Linked DNA regions of Mus musculus: regions 1 and 2 are each linked to region 3. The links are chromatin contacts, called in public Hi-C and promoter capture Hi-C maps. All regions are on one chromosome and are shown on one strand. Each heading gives the region's core, a stretch centred on a gene start, on an enhancer-like site or on the middle of the called end of the contact. The rest is flanking DNA. Distances are from core to core; before and after follow the strand shown.

Region 1 (4,240 bases), core at 1,314-3,813, 65 kb before region 3:
TCACTGTCTTTTTAAGCTATTCCTAACATCATGTGTGCTACTTCTATAGCATTCACTTATTGAATCTTGTGGATGTTTAGAATTCTTCTTTCTCCTCCCTTAAACAGCCCCATAATTAACGCCCTCGTGTATACAAATTTTCCTTTCTCTGAATTATTTCCTTAGGACAAATGCCATCTGCGTGGGACAGGAAAGATAAACAAAGAGGAATGTTTTATGGCTCCTGAAGCACCTTGCCAAATTATTCCAGAAAAGGTGCCAGTCCATGTTTGCCACTGGTGGTGCCTGATTATCCCAAGTTCTTCCAGTGATACACTGCTAGGCATCAATCCCAGAGGATTTCTCCACAGCATACCTTCTTCACAACAAGGTACCAGGCAACTCCGTCTAAGATCTCCATTCATGTACCCAATGTTGTATTTCTTGGGATTTCATTTTTAATTTACAAGAATATGTTAATTCCAGAAAAAACAATTTTTTGCTTTTGAATGTACATAAAATTATCATTTCTGAGCTTTCAAATGTTTTGTTGAACCCAAATCTTGGGTGTATGAACCCTTAATATTAAAAGAAAAAAATGCTTTTAATTAAAGTTCATCTTAGAAATTTTGTTTTATTTGTAAGCCAAAGTAGGTTAGCAACATTTTTGGAAACATTTAGAATAGTATTTTGTTCTACACACACAAGTATAGATTGTTACTTAATAAAATAATTTTAGCTCTGTTCACAAATTTAATATAGTTTATGCTCTCTGTTAAGTACAGCTATCACAATGACTATCCTTTGTCCCATCAGAACAACATTATTCTAGTGAATTAAACATATAAACACAGTGGATTTTGTGTTTTCTTAACTTTTCCAATAATCTAAATAAAGTTGATGAGATTTAACTTAAAAGTGCAAATCTAAATTACTTAAATAATTGTGTATTTTACATCAGAATGTCAAGACTGATCTATTACTGTGAGAAGCAAAATATTCTTAGACTCAGCAAGATTAATATGTATATCAAATTTTTATTATAAAAGTATTAATACTAAGTGCTTGGCTCTCTCAAACATCTACAACCAGTGCTGGGTCTGCCCTCTAGGCTTCCTGACATGAGTCCTACACCAGAGATTTGACCGGGATTTTTCCTAAATTCTCATTGATAACATTGGAGGAATACAGGGGGCCATGCTGATAGTCCCTAGCAGAGAACTCACAACCTAGATAAATTAATGGTTTCATGATGCCCCTACACAAATATTCCAAATGATCTTCATCTCTGTTTATACCACCAAGGTCTGCAAGTCTTGGCCAGGTTACCCATTTAGTTGTCCTGAGCACTTACCTGGCTTTTCAGCCTACCAAGCAGACACCATTCTTAAGAATACTCAAGTGATATCCAGTGGAAACCTGGACATCCTTTCTGCTTTTGCTTGGCTACCAAAGTCACATCTTAAGAGTCCATTTGACAAACACATTGAGAGACACACTACACACTCACCTGTAGTATTCTCAGAGGCAGACACGGTAAGGGACACGGTACACACTCACCTCGAGCCTCCTCAGAGCCAGGTTTTCATCTTCTCACTGAACCCATGAGTCCCTCTCCATTAAAAGCCCTCTAGAGTCCAGTTCCTGCCTTAATTAACGAGTGCTACATGAGTTTATATCTCACTCGCCATATTTTTGAGTTTGGTAACTAGACTTTTATTATAACAATATTTTGTGGCCAAACCTATCTGGAAGCATATGCGTGTCAAAATTTGGCATGCAAAAGATTTCCCAAGCACTCGATCAATACTTGCCATTATTCTAGCTATAAATGACATCCAAGACACCCATGTTTTGGTGACTGTAGGAAGATTTAATGTCTACACAGTCGTAACCATAATTAGGATACAATGAGCATTTTCTTTCATGTTACTGATATTCACTGAGCTCACACTGCAAATGAAACTCAGGTCACTGATATAGATACATGTATAAAGTATCTCTCAAAAGGTTTGGAGTGTTTTTCTTCCCTGTGTTTTTAGGGCAACTGGTGTTACACATCAGACCTCTTTCCATGTGAGCCCATGTACTCATGCAGGGGTGAGTTTCCGGCTCCATAGTAAAGGAAGACCTAATTTCTAATGTTTTTAGTTACAAGCAATTCTATCATGAAGCCTCTAAGTTTGTGGGTCATTTCCGTACCCAAGGTGTCCCTTCTGTGATGGCAGGATGGACACCAAACTAAAGAGGGGCTGGGGAAGGACTTGGGAGCCCACCCAAAGCCAGGCTAACTCGCTGCATCAGTAAAGTCAGAGACTCCACCTCACACACCTCTCAGCTCCATCTTCCCCAACCATTTTACATTTCTATCCAGAAATAGTAAGAGAAGCCATCCTGTATGTGATAGATAAATGACTCAAGGCCTTTGCACACACAGAGATCATTATATCTTTACAAACCTTTCAGAGAAAGAACAAAGGTTGGGGTTGGCAAAGGAAGAAAAAGTGGAAGTGGGACCCAGAAGGATCAGGGCACCGTCATCGCTGGTCGTTCTGGATTTGGAACAGAGCAGCTGAAGTGACACAAAGCTCCTCAAATAAGCTCTCCGGCTGGAAATGTGGCTCACAGATGGGTTTTAATAGCAAGCCTGAGCCATCTGGTAGCATCCTATTTTAGCTAATTATTCTTGGTAAGTAAGTGCTAAGCCTTTAAAATCATTGTTCAATTTTGTTTTGCTTTGTTTCTACCACCCTGCCTCTATATTTTGATTTCCTGGGGTAAATCCCTGCCCCCGTTACTTCTCCAGGGAAAGCCTATCATGCCTTCTATTCTGAGCAGAAAAGCCCCCTCCACAAACCTCAAGACTGCTTCCATTAGCTCTCTGATGCTCTGTGTTTTCCACCAATGAACTATCCAAAACAACAGAGCTAATTAAGTGCATTCCCTGGTTATCCAGGGCTGCGGTCTTGGGCAGCTCAAAGCTCAAACTGGCTTACACTAAAATGTCTCACCATTTGCTCTGTGCTAGCTCACTACATAGGTGTCTTATTAGATGGAAATAGAGGGTTCAGCTGTCCTTGAATAAAACTGAATATCAATAAAGATGTACCAAATCATCATGTGCCATTGCATATCCTTCAGAGCATGGTCATGCTAAAAAAAAAAAAAAAGATGATTAAGGAAATATGTTTAGGAACATAAGGGGCAGCAGGAGAGAAAGACCCTGGTCAGATGGTAGCAATGGAGAAGAGCAACAACATGAGTCCAGGAAGAGATGGGTAAAGAAGCAACCCAGACCCAAGTCACATGGCTGAGAGATGAGGGCAGCCTGCAGCCTGCAGCCTGCAGCCTCACCCACAGGAGCCTCTAACTCAAGAGTACTTCACTCTCTCCATTCTCATCCCCAGACTCCAGCTCCAGAGTCAGCACTGAGAACCACATGGCCTCCTTGGTGGGTTGGGATGGTATTGGAGGGCATGGTTTCTAGATGAATTCTCTAGAAGATGTTAAAGCATAACTAACCTGCTTCAAATCTCATCTCCCCTGAGGAGCTGTGAAACTCTGTACATAGCCACCTCTGTCTCCCCAGCAGTAGAGGTCTTCTCCTTATCTCACCACCCTCTTTCAAAAGCAGAGGAAAAGCATATGACTGTGTCTGGAATCACTAGTTTTAAAATGATTACGAATTTAACCATTTATGAAAACAAATGTTTCTTTCCAGGGAAAATCAATCCCCTGGGGTGGGGATATAGCACAGTGATAGAAATCCTGTTTAAGCTTGCCCGAGTCTCTGGATTTGATCCCCTGCACAAGACACAAATGGAGAGGAAAGGGGAAGGGAAACAGAGATACCCAAGAATGAATGAGAACACAGCTGCCACAGTTCATGTAACTAGTATTGCAAATGAGCACCAGTGCTGGTGAGAAAAGAGGTATGAAAAGGCTCCTTTGCCCAGTCACTGTTACTTTGTTTCTTCTAAGGCTCTTGGAGAGGCTCTTTTGCCCAGTCACTGTTACTTTGCTTCTTCTAGGTGTATTGGATCTATTCAACCTGTTGGTTTTATGGTGTCCTCTGAAGAACTATTATGCTGGGGCCGCTGGCAGAGGGCAAGTGTAAGGTCTATCTCTGCTCGACTGCACCCAATTAGTGACTGGCCACTGCTGCCTCTTATAACTAGGCCTGACCTTTATGAATATCTTCTCGCTTAGCCTAAATATGATACCTATAACAAAACAAAAACAACAACAAAAATGAACGAAC
Region 2 (4,597 bases), core at 1,927-4,426, 84 kb after region 3:
CACTAGGAAGAGCCCTGTTCACTGAGTGTCTCCTCAGGAAGAGCCCCCTTCCCCTGGCTATCCCCAGGAAGAGCCCAGGTTCCAAGTGTCCCCAGGAAGAGCCTCAGCCCCTGGGTCTCCTCAGGAAGAGCCCAGGTTCCAAGTGTCCCCAGGAAGAGCCTCAGCCCCTGGGTCTCCTCAGGAAGAGCCCCATGCCTGGGTCCCCCAGAAAGAGACCCATTCTCCTGGGTCTCCCCAGCAAGAAAGAATTCAGTGCTCTGTCTGTTTCCCCTATTCTCTGACACACTCAAGAGCCACCCTCAATGTGGTTGATGCCACACTATGAGCTCGGGCTTGGCTGCCTCTAGAGGGACTGGGAACCTGGCCCCCTTACAAGCCACAAAGTTCACTGGGGCCAGCAAGGGCTTCTGATTAAAAAAAAAAAAAGCAGGGAGGGGGGGACGCTTCTACAGTGAATAAAACCTTGACACTGGCAACAGAGGAGTACCCAGCCATGCTTGGCCCACACACAGTGCCACCTAAGCAGTAGGACATGAGAGGAAGCACCACAGAGCTGAATTCCTCTGTAGCCACCTACGACTTCCTGGCAGCCTCCTGTATTACAGGCAGCAAGAAGCAGCATCTCCAATTCTTTGTCAAAAAACAAAACAACAACAACAACAACAACAACAACAAAACCTTTTGTCTGTTTGGTCTGTTTACTATGATTTTTAGTTTTATTTTTTTATTTACTTTATCTTGATTAGTTAATTGATTTGAAACAGGGCCTCACTATGTAGATCTAGTTGATGCCAAAGTATGCTATGTAGACTAGGCTAGCCTCAAGCCAATAGAGATCTATCTGCGTCTGCCTCCTTCTGAAGTACTGGGCCACGAAGCTGGGCATGCCGTTTTGTTTTGTTCTTGTTTTTATGTATATGGGTGTTTTGCATGTTTGTTTCAGTATCTGTATACCACTTGCTGCCTTGGGCCTACAGAGGCCAGAAGAGAGTGTTGGATTCCCTGGAACTGGAGTTACAAATGGTTATAAGCTGCCCTTGTAGGTATGGAATTGAGCCAGGTCCTCTGGAAGGATAACCAGTGCTCTAACTGCTTAGCCATCTCTCCAGCACCAACGGTTTTAGTTTTTAAGATAAGCCTTGCTATGTAGCCCAAGCTTCTCCATATTTTCATTTTTGTCTTCTTATTTTTATCTAACTTTATTTTTCTTTACTTTGAAAGTAGAGTTTTATTTATTTGAGTCTTCATTATTTCTGTTACTTTTACTAATTATACTTTATAGTTTATCCTATTTTTTATTTTGTCCCTTTGTTTCCTTGGTTATTGTTGCTGTGGTCATCGTTTTTATTTAGTTTTTGTTTTATTCCCATGTGGTTGTTCTAGTTTCATTTCTGTTGGTTTGATAATGCCCTGACAACAAGCAACTTGGGGGAGAAAGGGGCTGTTCTAGTTTACAATTCTAGCTCATATTCCATTGCTTCAGGATGCAGTAACAGCAGCGGGCTTGAGACAGCTGTCCACATAACCTCCAAAATCAAGAGCAAAGGGAAATAATCACACAAATGCTTACTCCTTGCTTAAGATCAGCTTGACTGCTCAACTCATATGCAGTTTAGGATTCTTCCTAAAGAACAGTCCATTTGAGTACATATGCACATGCATACATGCATGCACACTTGAGCACATGTGTGCATGCACGCACGTGCACACACACACACATGGGATGGTTCTTACAACATCAATTAATGTTGCTGAGACAACCCCCCACAGATATCCCCACAGGTCAATCCAATAGAGACAATCATCTCTCATTAAGATTCTCTTCCCAGGAGGCAAGCCTGCTGCCATACAGCAGAAGATGGGTGGAAGACACCCAGAGGCGAGAAGGCACCACTATCATGGCAAGTGTGTGGTGGAGAGACAGAAGAAAAAGAACAGTTTATGCAGTATGATAAGAGGAGAAACTGGAAATGTGAGGGTGATGAGGAACAGCCTGATGTGAGTAGTTTGTGCTGCCACCTGAGGCCATGTCTGGGTCAATGGTCAATGGCCTCTGTGGGCACTGCACATGCATGCAAGCAAAACACCTAAACACATGAAATAAAATAAAATATAAACATTTTAATAAAAATAAAAATATCACTGGCTGCTTTTGCCCCAAAAAGGACAGACAGTTCAGCATATATATATCAACAAATGTACCACATGCAAAGAGAATCAAGGTCAACACAAATTATCATCTCAATGGAACAGAAAGGCCTTTTATATAACATAACATCTTTTGTGATAAAGGCTCTGAAGATACTAGAAAGAAAGGGACCATAATCAAGGGCACATGGGTCAGAGCTAGAGCTTACAGAATGAAGAACACCAAAAACATTTTCTCTAAAATCAATAGCAGTGTGGCAATGTCCACTCTCTTTACAGTGATTTAAGCTGAAATGAAAGCAATAAGACAGAAACAGGAATTAAAAGGAAACAAATAGAAAACAAAGAAACTGGAGTATACTTGTTTGTAGATGACGTCATCCTACAATGGGAATGCTCTAAAGACTCCCATGAGACTCTGAGGTCTGGTAAACACCTTCAGCAAAGGGGCACAAGATCAACATACTAGAAGTTATTGTTTTTCCTTTATACCAATATACAGTTATAGCCATGATTTCCCCCACAGGTACAGAAAAAAAATGTGTGTTTAGAAAAACAATGCCTGTTGAACAAATGTTTCTGATGAATCTGGATAGCCTCACGTGGAAAACTGAAACCAGATTCACAGGTCTCACTTTGCACAAAAGTCAGACCACAGTGGACCAGAAACTTACTGTAAGACCTGCAACCACTGGACGAAAGCACAGGAGCAACAGCTCAAAACACAGCAGAGGAGGCTTTCTGAGAGGGCAGCTCTAGCTCCGGAAATGGCTCCAAACATGAAAAATTAAAATAAGGGGCTTTTACACAACAGAGAGAATCAGTGTGCAGGACGGAAGAAAATACTTTGTTGCTTGTGATCTCTTAGGGGCCTGACCTGGTTTGCTTCTCTGTAACTGTGATAAACCCTGACCAAAAAGCACATTAGGCAGAAAAAGGATAATTTTCACTTACAGGTTTCAGTCTATCCCAGGGTAGCTGAGGCAGGAACTCAAGGCAGGAGAACAGTTGCTTACTGCCTTCCTTTCCCTGACTTGCTCAGCTACCTTTCTTATACAACCCAGGTTACCTGCCCAGAGATGACTCCGCCTACCGTGGGCTGGCCCCTCCCACATCAATTAGCAATCAACAGAATGCCCCACAGATGTACCCACAGGCCAAGCTTATCTAAACAGTTTCTCTGGTATGATTTTCCTCCCCTGGGTATGTTCAGGCTTGTGTCAAGTTCTCAAAAACCAACCAGCACAGGGACTAATGTCCACCATATATAAAGAACTCAAATCATTAAACACTCAAAGAACCAATAACCCCATCAATAAATGAAAGGATAAACTGAGCAGTTTTCAAATGAAGAAATGCATATTGTCATGAAAAACATTCAACATTTTTAGCCATTAGATTGCTCAGTGAGCGCACTGAAGCAAGGTGTGGTGCCTGAATCTATAATCCCAATATGGGGGTGGTGGAGGAAGAAGGGCATGTGTTCAAGGCCAGACCAGGAGTTAGAGGCTAGCCTGCACTATACACAAAGAAGCTGGACAGCTATTGTTCAATGACATAGAGTTTCCATTTTACAAGATAGAAAGGGATGGTGGCTACAAAGAGTCATCATTTTCAATGCCACTGGACAGGACACTTTCAGAATGGCCAAAATGGGAAATTTCATGTTGCAAATACTTTGCTACAATTAATACAGGGGGGGGGGGAGCTGAGGAAATGACTCAACGGGTAAGAGTGCTTATTTTAAAAGCATGAGGATTGGATTCCAATACCCAGCACACACACACACACACACACACACACACACACACACACGCAGCAGGGCATAGCTGTGTGTGCCAGTAACTCCAGCATTGGGGAGTGGAGGCAGGTAGATTCTGAGAGCTCGATGGCCAGCCAGCCAGCTTAGCCTCTCAGTGGAAGACCCTGTCTCAGGGCAATAAGACAGAGAGTGAGAGAGGAAGACATCTGACATTCTCACACACCCACATCTTAGTGCACACACAACACATACCCCAAAATAAAACACAAACACTGTTCAATAGCAAGATTCTAAGAAACCAAGATGCCCTCATAGAGCTCACAGTACAGCAGAAGAGATCGATGGAGGCAGTGTCTAAAACGGGCCTCCCAGACTGGTGTTCACAAGGCAAAAGGGAGTGAGGCGAGGGTCGGGTGGGGTGTCCTAACACGCTCTAAATCCAGTTTCTAAATCCAGTACAACCTCACCTTAGTGTAGTCACCTATTTGAAAAATATTTAGTGAGCACTCCTCTTAAGAAGATACTCTCGAGTAGAACGTACATTTCCTTTGAGAAAAACTAACAAAAGCTAGATCTACCGGGGGTCCTAAAATTTTGGGTTCCAGACTCATCAGGATGGCAGATCCCCAGGCGCGGCTGTCTCTCCCCGCAGGCAGGATCACGAGCTTCAAAATACTCTTTGGGCAG
Region 3 (4,469 bases), core at 609-3,108:
TTGATTTTACAAAACAAATATTTCTGAATGAGACTGACAGGATGTCCCTTCCTTGGTCAGAATGTGGAGGAGCTTGTGACTCAAGGAAAAAGTGAAGTAACACAGCATGAGAAAGTGTTTAATTCTGAGGAGATAAAGCTACTTATTCCTCATTGTCCATAGTTTCTCTATAGTTTCTCTTTGTGTTTCCAGGAGAGGAAATTCTTTTAAAATGGATGATGTTTTTCCATTAGCCTCAGAAAAGATGGTGGGTGATGGGGTAGAGAAAGGAAAAGGGGGAAAGGAGGGTCAATTTTGTCTAATTAGGAAAAAAACAACATCAATCAAAGTAGTGTATAGATTCCAGCCTTAAACGCACAGTGTGTCTAGTTTTTGTTTCAGCCTTTTATTGGGGGAGTATTTTTAAGTCAAAGTAATTTGAGACTTGGCAAAGTACCTTTGGATTTTTTTTTCTTGGTGGTGAAGCAAATATCATGTTTAACGTTAAGCAAGTCTCAGGAAACGCAGCAGAATGGTTGCTTTGTGAGTCCCTTCTTTTCCTCTCATGGGGCTCCCCACTCCAGATCAATTAGGGCTCCAGCATCTTTGGGGAAGGGTTATCACAGAGTGTCACAGGTTCAAACTTTCTCTTTTCGTGCCATGTAAACATGTCTAACAGTTACAAATTCTTAACCACTTAAAGGACGTTATGGAAATTCCCGGGTTTCTTTTTAAGGTGGGAAGAAGCCAACTTTTTTTTTTTTTTTACAAGTATGAAGTTTAAAGGAATCAAGGGAAAGAGACAAGGGCTTCTGATGAGAGGGAACCCCGCCCAAGACAGCTGAAAGCTTTAACTGCTGGCGAGCAGCAAGGCTTAGGGGAGGGGAGGGGTGAGAAGTCCTAGGAGTACCCACCCCAGAAGTCTGTAGAGCATCACAGCCCAGGTCTGACAAAGGTCTTTGAGTGACACTAGCCTCCTAGAGAGTCAGATGAAATTTTCCAGCAGTATTGTCTAGAAGGCAAACTTCTTTGAGTGGTTCCCATGTTCATTTCAGCGTGATCTAGGACCTGGGGGGAAACTAGTATTCACACACACACACACACACACACACACACACACACACACACACACACCTCTAGACCCACAATCAGTAACTCACAACTTTCTCCCCCACCCCCCACCCCCACTCCCTGCCCAGCAGCACTGAGAAGCTGAAGCAAATGGGCACTCAGTGAATCTTTATCAGGACATAGAGTAGGTTATCAGAAGAAGGTGAGAAAGAAGGACTCTGCGCATTCCAGGTCGTCTGTGATCACAAAGTGGGTCTTCTTCCTTGCTCACACACCCGTTCTAGGACCTGCTCCAGACGTGATGTCCCCAACCCTTCCCAAACAGTAAGACCCAAAATCGCCTTTGCTCTTCTGGGTGCTAGGTTTAGTCCCCTCCCCAGGAGAAGGCCACACCAGGCAGGAATGCAGTGCAATGCGAGCTTGCAAGCGAGCTTGGGACTCTTGGGATTCTCAGGCCACCCGGGGTTCCTCCTTGCTGTTTGTAGGGACCTGGACTCCTGGACCTGCCACTCAGGCGACAGCAGGCCGGTTCAGGAGGAGGAGAGCGTCAGATCGGCCCACGCGGGCCAGGACTGGGGTGGGGCTCCGTGGCTCCGGGCTCCCCTGTGCTCCCCGCCCCCGCCGGCCCGCTCACCCCTGCCTGCTCCGCCGGCGCGCGTTCCTCGGGCGCCACCTCTTTGCGACTCGCTCACTTCTCAGCAGGTTGGCCCCGGAGCGTGTGAACCTTCCAGGGCTGGGCTCACAGCTACTCTCCAACCTGCGCCGCCCCAGCTGGGCCGCTCCGCCCCGCTGCCGGAACCCGCCCTCGCGGCCACCTGGCCCTCGCATCCACGACACGCGCGCCTGCAACTTGTTCAAGGGCGTTGTGGAATCAACTTTCCGGAAGCAACCAGCCCACCGAAGGAGGTAGACCGACAGCTATGTATATATACGCGCTCTGCCGCAAGTGGCTGTGCACCCAGAGGCCCGGTGCGCAGGACAGCTGACTCCTGAGGAACACCCGCGTTTGAAGAGGGGTTTGACCTGCCCCACGACCCAGAGTGCTGCCGCCAAGACTAATTAGACATTGCTATGGGAGCCACAGCAACGCGCCACGCATCCCCGACGCCTATGTAAAACGCCCGGTTTTCGCTCTTCTTTCAGAGGAAGCTCTCTGATTGCTTTTTCCCCTCTCGGGTCCCTTTTTGCCTGTGCGGTTTGAGAGAGGCGCAGTTAGAGGCGCTGATTCCTACACAAGTAAGTGCTCAGGGGCTCGGAGACACTTTTTTGCTTTCTTTTTCTTGTTTTCTTTTTTCCTCCTAACTTGTGAGATGCCCTCGACTTTGGAGTGGCTGTTGGGAAGCCACGGGGTTCCAAAAGAGGGAGCGGGGCAGTGCGAGGAAGAGATGGAGAGCCGGGACTGACCCTCGGGTTCCACTCTTGCAGGTCCCCAGAGCCAGCGAGCGGCACGATGCTGCGGAGGCTGGTTCAGCAGTGGAGTGTCCTGGTATTCCTGCTCAGCTACTCCGTGCCCTCCCGCGGGCGTTCGGTGGAGGGGCTTGGCCGCAGGCTGTAAGTACCGGTCTTCCTCCTGGGGTGAGGGGTGGGGAAGACCAGCGCCAGCTGAGGCGGGCGATGCTGAGGAAGCCTAGGGGTCCCTGATGGTCCCAACCTGAGTTGGACACAGTCACGGGGTACCTGCTAGCAAGGGGCTGAGCCCAGGAAAGCCATCTAGAGAGCTGGTGAGACCCCAAAATGGACAGGCACGAAACAAGTTTGATGTGCCTTTCCATAAGAGGGAGTCTTTTTCAGAACCTGGGCCGGCAAGATATCTGTCTGCAGGGAACCACCAAAGTTACTTTATCCACCGAGAGGTTCTGAAACTCAGCAGGAAACTGGGGGATTCAGGAACTGTCTGTGTGCCTCTGTGTGTGTCTGTGTGTGTCTGTGTGTGTCTGTGTGTGTGTCTGTGTGTGTGTCTGTGTGTCTGTGTCTGTGTGTGTGTGTGCGCGCACACAAGCGAGTGGATATGTCTAAATGTGGGTGGCAGTCTGTGTGTGAAAAGCAAAAACGTTGTGTCTAGTTTTATTATGAATGACATAATTTTAAGCATATAAAACAGGACTGTGTTACATAACAAAGCATATTATATAATTTAGTAGTAACAACTTTTTAATGGCAAACGTCCAACTTTAGTATCGATACCATTCAGGAAGGCGGGTGTGCTTGTCTCCAAAATGGACTTTAGGCGTGGAAACTTTCTTTTTCCTGGAATTATTGCTAACGGTTCTTTAATCCGGAGTCGAAATATTTGCATTGTGGTCTGAAAGCTTGTAGTTCGGCATTCTCAGCTGGTGGTTGAGTTTTTGATTTCTTAAAGAGTGATTTTGACTTTGAGATAAGAATACATCTAAGAACACCAGCAAAATATCGCCGCAGTGTTTGGGAAGTAGTAGGCATGCTTGAATCTGTCTGTCTCATCGATGTCGATGTAATACCGTCTAGGGCTGCTCTCTTAGCACAGACTCTGTTCAAGATGGGAAAACCATAAAGTTTAAGAAATGAGTCGTTTGGCTCTGGAGAAGGCATTAGGAGGACTTGCTCACCTCACAAGAGAAGCAGCAATATCTACCTAATATTTACAGTCAGGTTCCTGGTGCTTCTTGTAAACTCCCGAGGGTATACAAAAAGGCGACTGTTCAGCGCCTGCTTCTGGTCTATTCTTATTAGTTCGGCAGAAAATCTTTAAATGAAATTACTTTAGACATGTCTGGATCTTGGCACGAAAATGAAACTCTATTATGAATCTCCTAAGGCAAGTTGTGTAGAGCATTGTACTGGAGATAAGGCAGCATTGTCCCAAGAGTGAGTGCACTGCTGGCTTACTTCTCGAAATTGTCTTGAGACTTTTCCCTCATTTTTGAGACTTGTGTGAAATTCAATTACCTAACATCCAAATATAAATACAGATGAGCTGAAATTTTTTTTTAAAAAAAGCACACTTACATACTGTATTTATTTGGATAAGAATTTCTGTCTTGGAACAGAGCCAACTTTTTCTTTAAAGTTGCTTAATACCTATTTTCTCTTTTGAGAGAGAGTAAATGAGCCATGCTTGAGTCTACAATGACGGAATAAAAATAGCACTAAGCTGTCCTTACAGCTGTTTTTAACTCTTTCTTTGTTGCATATTATAGAACTACTCCTCAGAAACCATTCGGCAGCTAGGGACTCTGCTCTCGTTCTGTTTGTAGGTGAAATATAATAGTGTAGTTAAACGCTCACACTTGGCCATGGTTAATAAAACTGTGAGATACTCACTACCACACCTAATGCTTAATAGCACATCACATCACAATGGAGGTTTTTTTTTTTTTTGAGGGAGTTAAAATCATCATAGCCAAATGGAGGGTTTTTAAAAACTCTTTATTTTTGCACAC

Evidence for each region. Promoter capture Hi-C pulls out the DNA fragments that hold promoters and counts their contacts. Hi-C and Micro-C count contacts between places; a contact is called where the count stands out from the background.
Region 1: a contact with region 3 is called in a Hi-C map of cortical neurons, with 1.9 times the contacts expected there. The contact joins the enhancer-like site here to the promoter of Pthlh in region 3. A contact is called at or near these places in 2 of 39 promoter capture datasets (frontonasal cranial neural crest and trophoblast stem cells), 4 of 484 Hi-C or Micro-C datasets (cortical neurons, nephron progenitors and uterus), 3 of 115 datasets of contacts at active chromatin or transcription factors (T-cell acute lymphoblastic leukemia, embryonic stem cells and pancreatic cancer cells) and 2 of 9 other capture datasets (adipose tissue and liver).
Region 2: a contact with region 3 is called in a promoter capture Hi-C map of embryonic stem cells, with 5 times the contacts expected there. The contact joins the promoter of E330012B07Rik here to the promoter of Pthlh in region 3. A contact is called at or near these places in 3 of 39 promoter capture datasets (embryonic stem cells, frontonasal cranial neural crest and hippocampal neurons), 1 of 484 Hi-C or Micro-C datasets (embryonic stem cells) and 2 of 115 datasets of contacts at active chromatin or transcription factors (embryonic stem cells and pancreatic cancer cells).

Annotation. Positions count from the first base shown.
Region 1 is chr6:147,327,759-147,331,998 of GRCm38.p6, reverse strand. No RefSeq gene overlaps it. Among named protein-coding and RNA genes, the nearest start is that of Pthlh, 66 kb to the right of the region's middle. Within about 2 kb of position 2,563, at least 18 of the 459 cell types and tissues checked have an H3K27ac peak or open chromatin away from gene starts, as enhancers often do. A contact at or near this core is called in cortical neurons, where this site is marked.
Region 2 is chr6:147,178,820-147,183,416 of GRCm38.p6, reverse strand. It overlaps E330012B07Rik (RIKEN cDNA E330012B07 gene), which reads right to left and starts at 3,176. Exons shown (of 3, transcript NR_033640.1): 1 at 3,103-3,176.
Region 3 is chr6:147,261,402-147,265,870 of GRCm38.p6, reverse strand. It overlaps Pthlh (parathyroid hormone-like peptide), which reads left to right and starts at 1,858. Exons shown (of 4, transcript NM_008970.4): 1 at 1,858-2,286; 2 at 2,476-2,601. The coding sequence starts at 2,501.